2 separate regions of the Callithrix jacchus genome follow, and region 2 is linked to region 1. Evidence: chromatin contacts called from public Hi-C data. All regions are on one chromosome and are shown on one strand. The core of a region is the stretch at or near the end of the contact, and the rest is flanking DNA. Distances in the headings are between cores, read along the strand shown. Region 1 overlaps PIK3CD (phosphatidylinositol-4,5-bisphosphate 3-kinase catalytic subunit delta). Region 2 overlaps CTNNBIP1 (catenin beta interacting protein 1).

Evidence for each region. A called contact is a pair of places that touch in the nucleus more often than the background predicts.
Region 2: a Hi-C map of induced pluripotent stem cells shows a contact between it and region 1, with 2.4 times the contacts expected there. The contact joins two enhancer-like sites. A contact is called at or near these places in 2 of 3 Hi-C or Micro-C datasets (induced pluripotent stem cells and skeletal muscle).

The regions. Positions count from the first base shown.
Region 1 is chr7:47,580,371-47,583,070 of calJac240_pri, reverse strand. It overlaps PIK3CD (phosphatidylinositol-4,5-bisphosphate 3-kinase catalytic subunit delta), which reads right to left. Exons shown (of 23, transcript XM_078330324.1): 22 at 2,641-2,700; 23 at 1-1,441. The coding sequence ends at 1,304. Among named protein-coding and RNA genes, the nearest start is that of PIK3CD, 70 kb to the right of the region's middle. Within about 2 kb of position 1,345, at least 5 of the 16 cell types and tissues checked have an H3K27ac peak or open chromatin away from gene starts, as enhancers often do.
Region 2 is chr7:47,732,114-47,734,813 of calJac240_pri, reverse strand. The region is part of intron 4 of CTNNBIP1 (catenin beta interacting protein 1); the gene reads left to right. Among named protein-coding and RNA genes, the nearest start is that of CTNNBIP1, 44 kb to the left of the region's middle. Within about 2 kb of position 1,448, at least 2 of the 16 cell types and tissues checked have an H3K27ac peak or open chromatin away from gene starts, as enhancers often do.

The DNA of each region.
Region 1 (2,700 bases), core at 96-2,595:
CACAGTCCTACCCCCGCTCTGCAGAGTTGGCTTCTGCAGGCTGGGAGAGGCCCTGGAACCTGCATTTCTACAGCTGCTCAATTCCAGGCTTTGGAGGCCTAAGGAAGCCTGTGCTGTTTCAAGCTAAGTACAGCCAGAAAAACAGATCCCAGCACGCCCCTCGTGCTCACACGTCTGCTACCTGAGCACGCTCACAGCAGGTTCCCAAAGGTGGTGGTTCTAGAAGAGATCTGGCCTCATCCTTTTGTTAAAACCTGCTTTCAGAGGCGGCAGAGTGGGCCAGGTGTGGTGGTTTACACCTGTAATCCCAGCACTTTGGGAGGCTGAGGCAGGCGGATCACCTGAGGTCAGCCTGGTCAACATGGTGAAACCCTGTCTCTACTAAGAATACAAAAACTGGCTAGGCATGGTGGTGCGCACCTGTGATCCCAGCTACCCAGGAGGCTGAGGCAGAATCCCTTGAGCCCAGGAGGTGGAGCCTGCAGTGAGCCGAGGTCATACCACCGCACTCCAACCTCAGGGACAGAGACTCTGGCTCAAAAAAAAAAAAATTGAGATAATGGCAGAGTGTTTGCCTCTGACCTGCTTTCGCCTTCACGCATGACTGGGGTGAGCTGTATGAGGCCAGATCTCTTCCACACGCCCTGAGGACCAGCATATATTCTGCTTTATAGGGCTGGGCCCGAGCTCCCCAGCCATAGAGGTTTGGTGAGTTGTCTATTATTTTCTTACCTGCAAACAAAATTGCTTTACAGTAGAGAGGTGAGGGAATTCTCGTACCCAAGACCCACTTGAAAAGTGGAGAGCAAGCATCCCTGAATCTGGAGGGTACCCCAGCCGCCTTGGGGAGCTGCCAGAACTCCATCTAGGAGGACACGTAAGGTGGATTGCATGAGCCGATGAGAATCGGGGTGTCCTGTCGGACAGTAGGCACCAGGTGACCGCCAGGACCCAGGCAGTCTGGCGGAAGGCCTGGGAAGAAGGTTGCCCCCGGAGGACGACAGTCTTTACTGGGCCCAGATCCACCAGCTGGAAGACTTGGAGTGACAGTCCTCAGCCAAGAGCAAGGTGCAGCCTCCAGGGGCCCAGCGCTGCCGCTGTGCGAAGGAGGCGTTTTCCTTTATGGCTGTTTAGTTCCTTAAAAATGTCAAGTCATAAATAAATAACCAGTGTAAACAAAAGGCAGTTGTGTAGGTTCTTTCCCACGAGGTGCAGTTCAGGCTCTTCAGCCCATGGACAACCAAGGTGCCTGGTCCCCACGGCCCGAGGCCGGCTACTCTGGGGCCCGGGGCTGGGAGGAGCACTACTGCCTGTTGTCTTTGGACACGTTGTGGGCCAGCCAGTTCACTTTGGTTTTCCAGCTCTCGCGGAGGGCCTCGTTAAACTTCACTCGGAAGTGCTTCAGTGCCTCCTCCTCTGTTTTCCCCAGTGCCAGGGAGTCCTGCAAACACATCACAGCGGTGTCCACATTAAGGGTCCCGGATCCTGCTCCGGGATGCAGGCCTCTAGGGACTTCAGAGTCACAGTGTCAAGGGGTTAGTAGACAGCCCCCGGCACCTTGGGAAAAGCTCTCTGTTCCCATCCCACCCAGAGACAGTCCCCCAACCCACCCCCAAATGAAGATGCCAAAGACATCTTGGCCCAGAGCTCCCAGGTCCCACGTGACCTCGCCTCCCCCAGTGTAGAAGTGGCTCTGGGAGGAGCATGGGAGCAGCTTCCTTCTGCAGGGATCGGGCGCCACAGGGAATGTCCTGGCAAGCACATGTGGCCCCAGCAGCCTCGCTGCCCCACCCTGCCTCCTCACACGGAGAGGACACAGAAAGGAAATAAATAAATGTATTTTTGAGACAGTCTTGCTACGTCACCCAGGCTGGAGAGTAGCCCAGCACGATCTTGGCTCACTGCAACCTCTGCCTTCTGGGTTGAAGTGATTATCCTGCCTCAGCCTCCTGAGTAGCTGGGATATGGCGCCTACCACCACACCTGGCTAATTTCTTTTCTTTTTCTTTTTTTTTTTTTTGAGACAGAGCCTTGCCCTGTCACCTGAGCTGGAGTGCAGTGGTGCGACGTAGGCTCACTACAGCCTCAGTCTCGTGTTCAAGCAATTCTTCTGCCTCATCCTCATGAGTAGCTGGGATTACAGGCTTGCCCCACCATGCCTGGCTAATTTTTATTTTCAGTAGAGACAGGGTTTTGCCATGTTGGTCAGGCTGGTCTCAAACTCCTGACCTCAGGTGATCCGCCCGCCTTGGCCTCCCAAAGTGCTAGGATTATAGGTATGAGCCATCATGTCTCGCCTGGAAAAATACCTTTGAGAAGGCAGAGGGAGCCAGCTCTCATGCAGCCGTCAGGGAACCCCAGAGCCCCTGCAGCCCGAGCACAAGTGGGCCGACCTGGAGAGGCCGCAACACATCGGCCACTGAGTGGGACCATGCCCAGGTGGCTCAGCTGCTCCAGCCACTTCCCCTCCACCGCCCACCACGCCCACTGCTGGGTCCTGGGATGGCATGAGGCACTTGGAGCTCAGTGCCCTTTGGGGCCTGTTGTACTCAGGGCCCTCCTGGGTTGAGCTGCTTCCCATTGCTCCAGGACAGGCCTTGGAAGGCCACTGGTGACAGCAGTCTCCTGCCCGGCACATACCTTGAGATACTGGATATCTTTGGAGCAGCTGAGCTCAGGCAGGCCTGCCGCCCGCATCAG
Region 2 (2,700 bases), core at 199-2,698, 150 kb before region 1:
CCTTGAGGACAAAATCCAGCCCCCTCAGCTTGGTGAGCAAGACCTGAGTTCACACCATAAAGGGCCGTAGTGAATGGCCGTGTTCACACCTTTCTGCTTTACCTCGTTCTCCTGCCCCCTGCAGCCTGGGCCAGGCCGTCCTGTCACATGTGTGTGCACCTCGGCTGTGCTACTCCCATGCTGTCTCCTAATCCATCTATTGACCAGACTCTGAGCTCCTTGAGCTTGAAACTGTGGCTTCTGTCTTCTTATTTGCAGAGGTGGGATCCACTAAGCCCCTAGTCATGCTTGGACAAATGAATGAGCTGGGTTCTGGTCCCCAAGGGGGGCTAAGCAGACCTAGCAGCCAGGAGGACTTGGCTTTGAACCAGAGGAAGTTAGTTCTTCTCAGGAAGGTCACACTGCTGGGAAGGGGCAGCTGCAGGAATGGGGAGGGTCAGAGTCTCCTGAAGCAGGCCCTGTGCAGTGCTGAGTCCAGGCCTCTCATGGCCAGTGCTGCTCCCTCTAACCTGTAGTGATTGTTTTTCCCAGTTATAGAATTGTGCATAGGTGAAAGAGAGAGCCGAAAAGTTTAAAGGATTGACCCATACTGTGTGGCTGTAATCACTCTTAGCCTTTGTTAAGTTTCCTATCATCCTTTTATAAACATGCATACATCTGTAGCACAGGCTGAGACCATAGCATTTTAATGTCCATTTTTAGCTTATGATAATTTTACTGTGCTCTTAAATAATTTCCAATAAAACATTTATTTATTTTTAATGTTTTTTGAGACAGAGTCTTGCTCTATTGCCCAGGCTGGATGGAGTGCAGTGGCGTGATCTTGGCTCACTGCAACCTCCGTCTCCCAGATTCAGGCAGTTCTCCTGCCTCATCCTCCCAAGTAGCTGGGATTACAGGCGCTTGCCACCATGCACAGCTAATTTTTGTATTTTTAGTAGAGATGGGGTTTCACCATGTTGGCCACACTGGTCTCAAACTCCTGACCTCAAGTGATCTGTCTGCCTCGGCCTCCCAAAGTGCTGGGCTTACAGGTGTGAGCCACCGTGCCCAGGCCAGCCACATGCTTTTTTAAGCAGGACAGTGTTTACTTGAGGAACAGGTATGATTTGGGCAGTTAGCTATATCAGAAGGGGGCAAAAGAAATGGGGAGCACTTTCTGCTGCCTTTTTACCCTGGGCCCTCCATCTGTGAGTGCCTTCTAATGTGCTGGTTCCCTGAGAGCTCTGGGTCTCTTACTGCCTCAGCGCTGCACTGGGGTGGTGGCCAGCAAGTACAGTTCCAGGCCCCTGACGGTGCTTTGCAGAGGCAACCCATGGCCAGTCACCCGCAGAACCGTCATCCTCCCACGGTGCCTCAGAATAGGCCCTTGTTGGGGTGTCACAGGGCTGAGAGGGACCCTGCCTAGACATGACTCATTTTGTCAAAGCTCCTTGTTATTTCTCTGCCTGGGGGCCTCCCAGGGCCATGCCCTGTTCTGCTGCTGCCCTTCGTGCCTCTGGGAGCTGTGTGCTGGCACGGGGACTTCCAGGCCTGTTCCAGCCTCCAACTGATCACACACTTTCTCCAAGAGACTTTCCAGGGAAGGTTTCCCCAGCTGCGGCCAGCCAGGCTTTCCCCTTTGGTAGCTGAGGCTGCTGGTTCAGGGTCTGCTGCCAGTGAGCCTAAAATAGGTCACTTGGCCTGAGGGTACACTGGGAACCTTGTAAAAATATCTGTGGTCACGGGTAGATCAGCCGAAACCAGGCTGTGAGGAAACGGCCTCTCCTTTCATAGTATGGCATGAGGGACGCAGCTCTCTGCTCACCAATTCCCTTGACCCTCTAAGTGGCATGCCCTGTTGTAGCAGTGGTGGCATGATTTTCTCCATGGTACAGCTCAGTGTGGAAAGTTCTTCCTGGAATCCCCCCCAACAGCCTTCCCACCTCCGTTCTTTCACTTCTTTCAGGAAGCCCCCTCTGACCCCTTCCAGAGTCAGCACATGCCCTGGAGCTCCATGCCAATCTTAACACCTTATATCAGGAGCCCCTTGAGGCCAGGGTCTGTGCTGTGTTCACTGTCACACATGAGTCCCCTGCCCGCCTCTGCTGCAGTGTAGGTGCCTGCTGGATGGATGCAGGGACTGTGCCTTCTGAGGCCGAGCTGCTCCAGCGGTTCCTCCCTGTGGGCAGCTGGCTGGGCCCCTCCTTTGCACCTTATGGTGCTGTGTGGATGATCTGCTGGGGTTTCTGGGTTCCCTCTCTCCCTGTGTGGAGCTTAGAGGCTTATCCCAGAGGCTCCAGGCAATGACAGACTCTGCACTGAAATTACCGTCAGGCCCAGGGAGAATTCTAGTCTATGGGATGGGAAGCTAATCTTTTTTAACTTTAATCAACACTTACATGAGAATTACCTGTAACCTAATAACAAAATTGAACCAGAAATCACCTATATATTGAATCAGAGAGAAATCAGCCAGGAGGATTTGTTGTATAAGTTGTGTCATTGAAAAGGGGGAAAAAAATCCCAAGAAAAGCAAGGAATGTGCTGAAGTTCAGGGCCAGCTGCTTACTCAGCATCTGGCTCTGGCTCCAGGGAGGGTTGCTTTGACCCTGTCACCCAGTGTCATGGGTTTTGTTGTTTAAAACCGAGAACAGATGCCCAAATGGCCTCAGAGAAGTCCTTGTGCAACTCTACACTTACCCCTCAAACCCCAGTAAG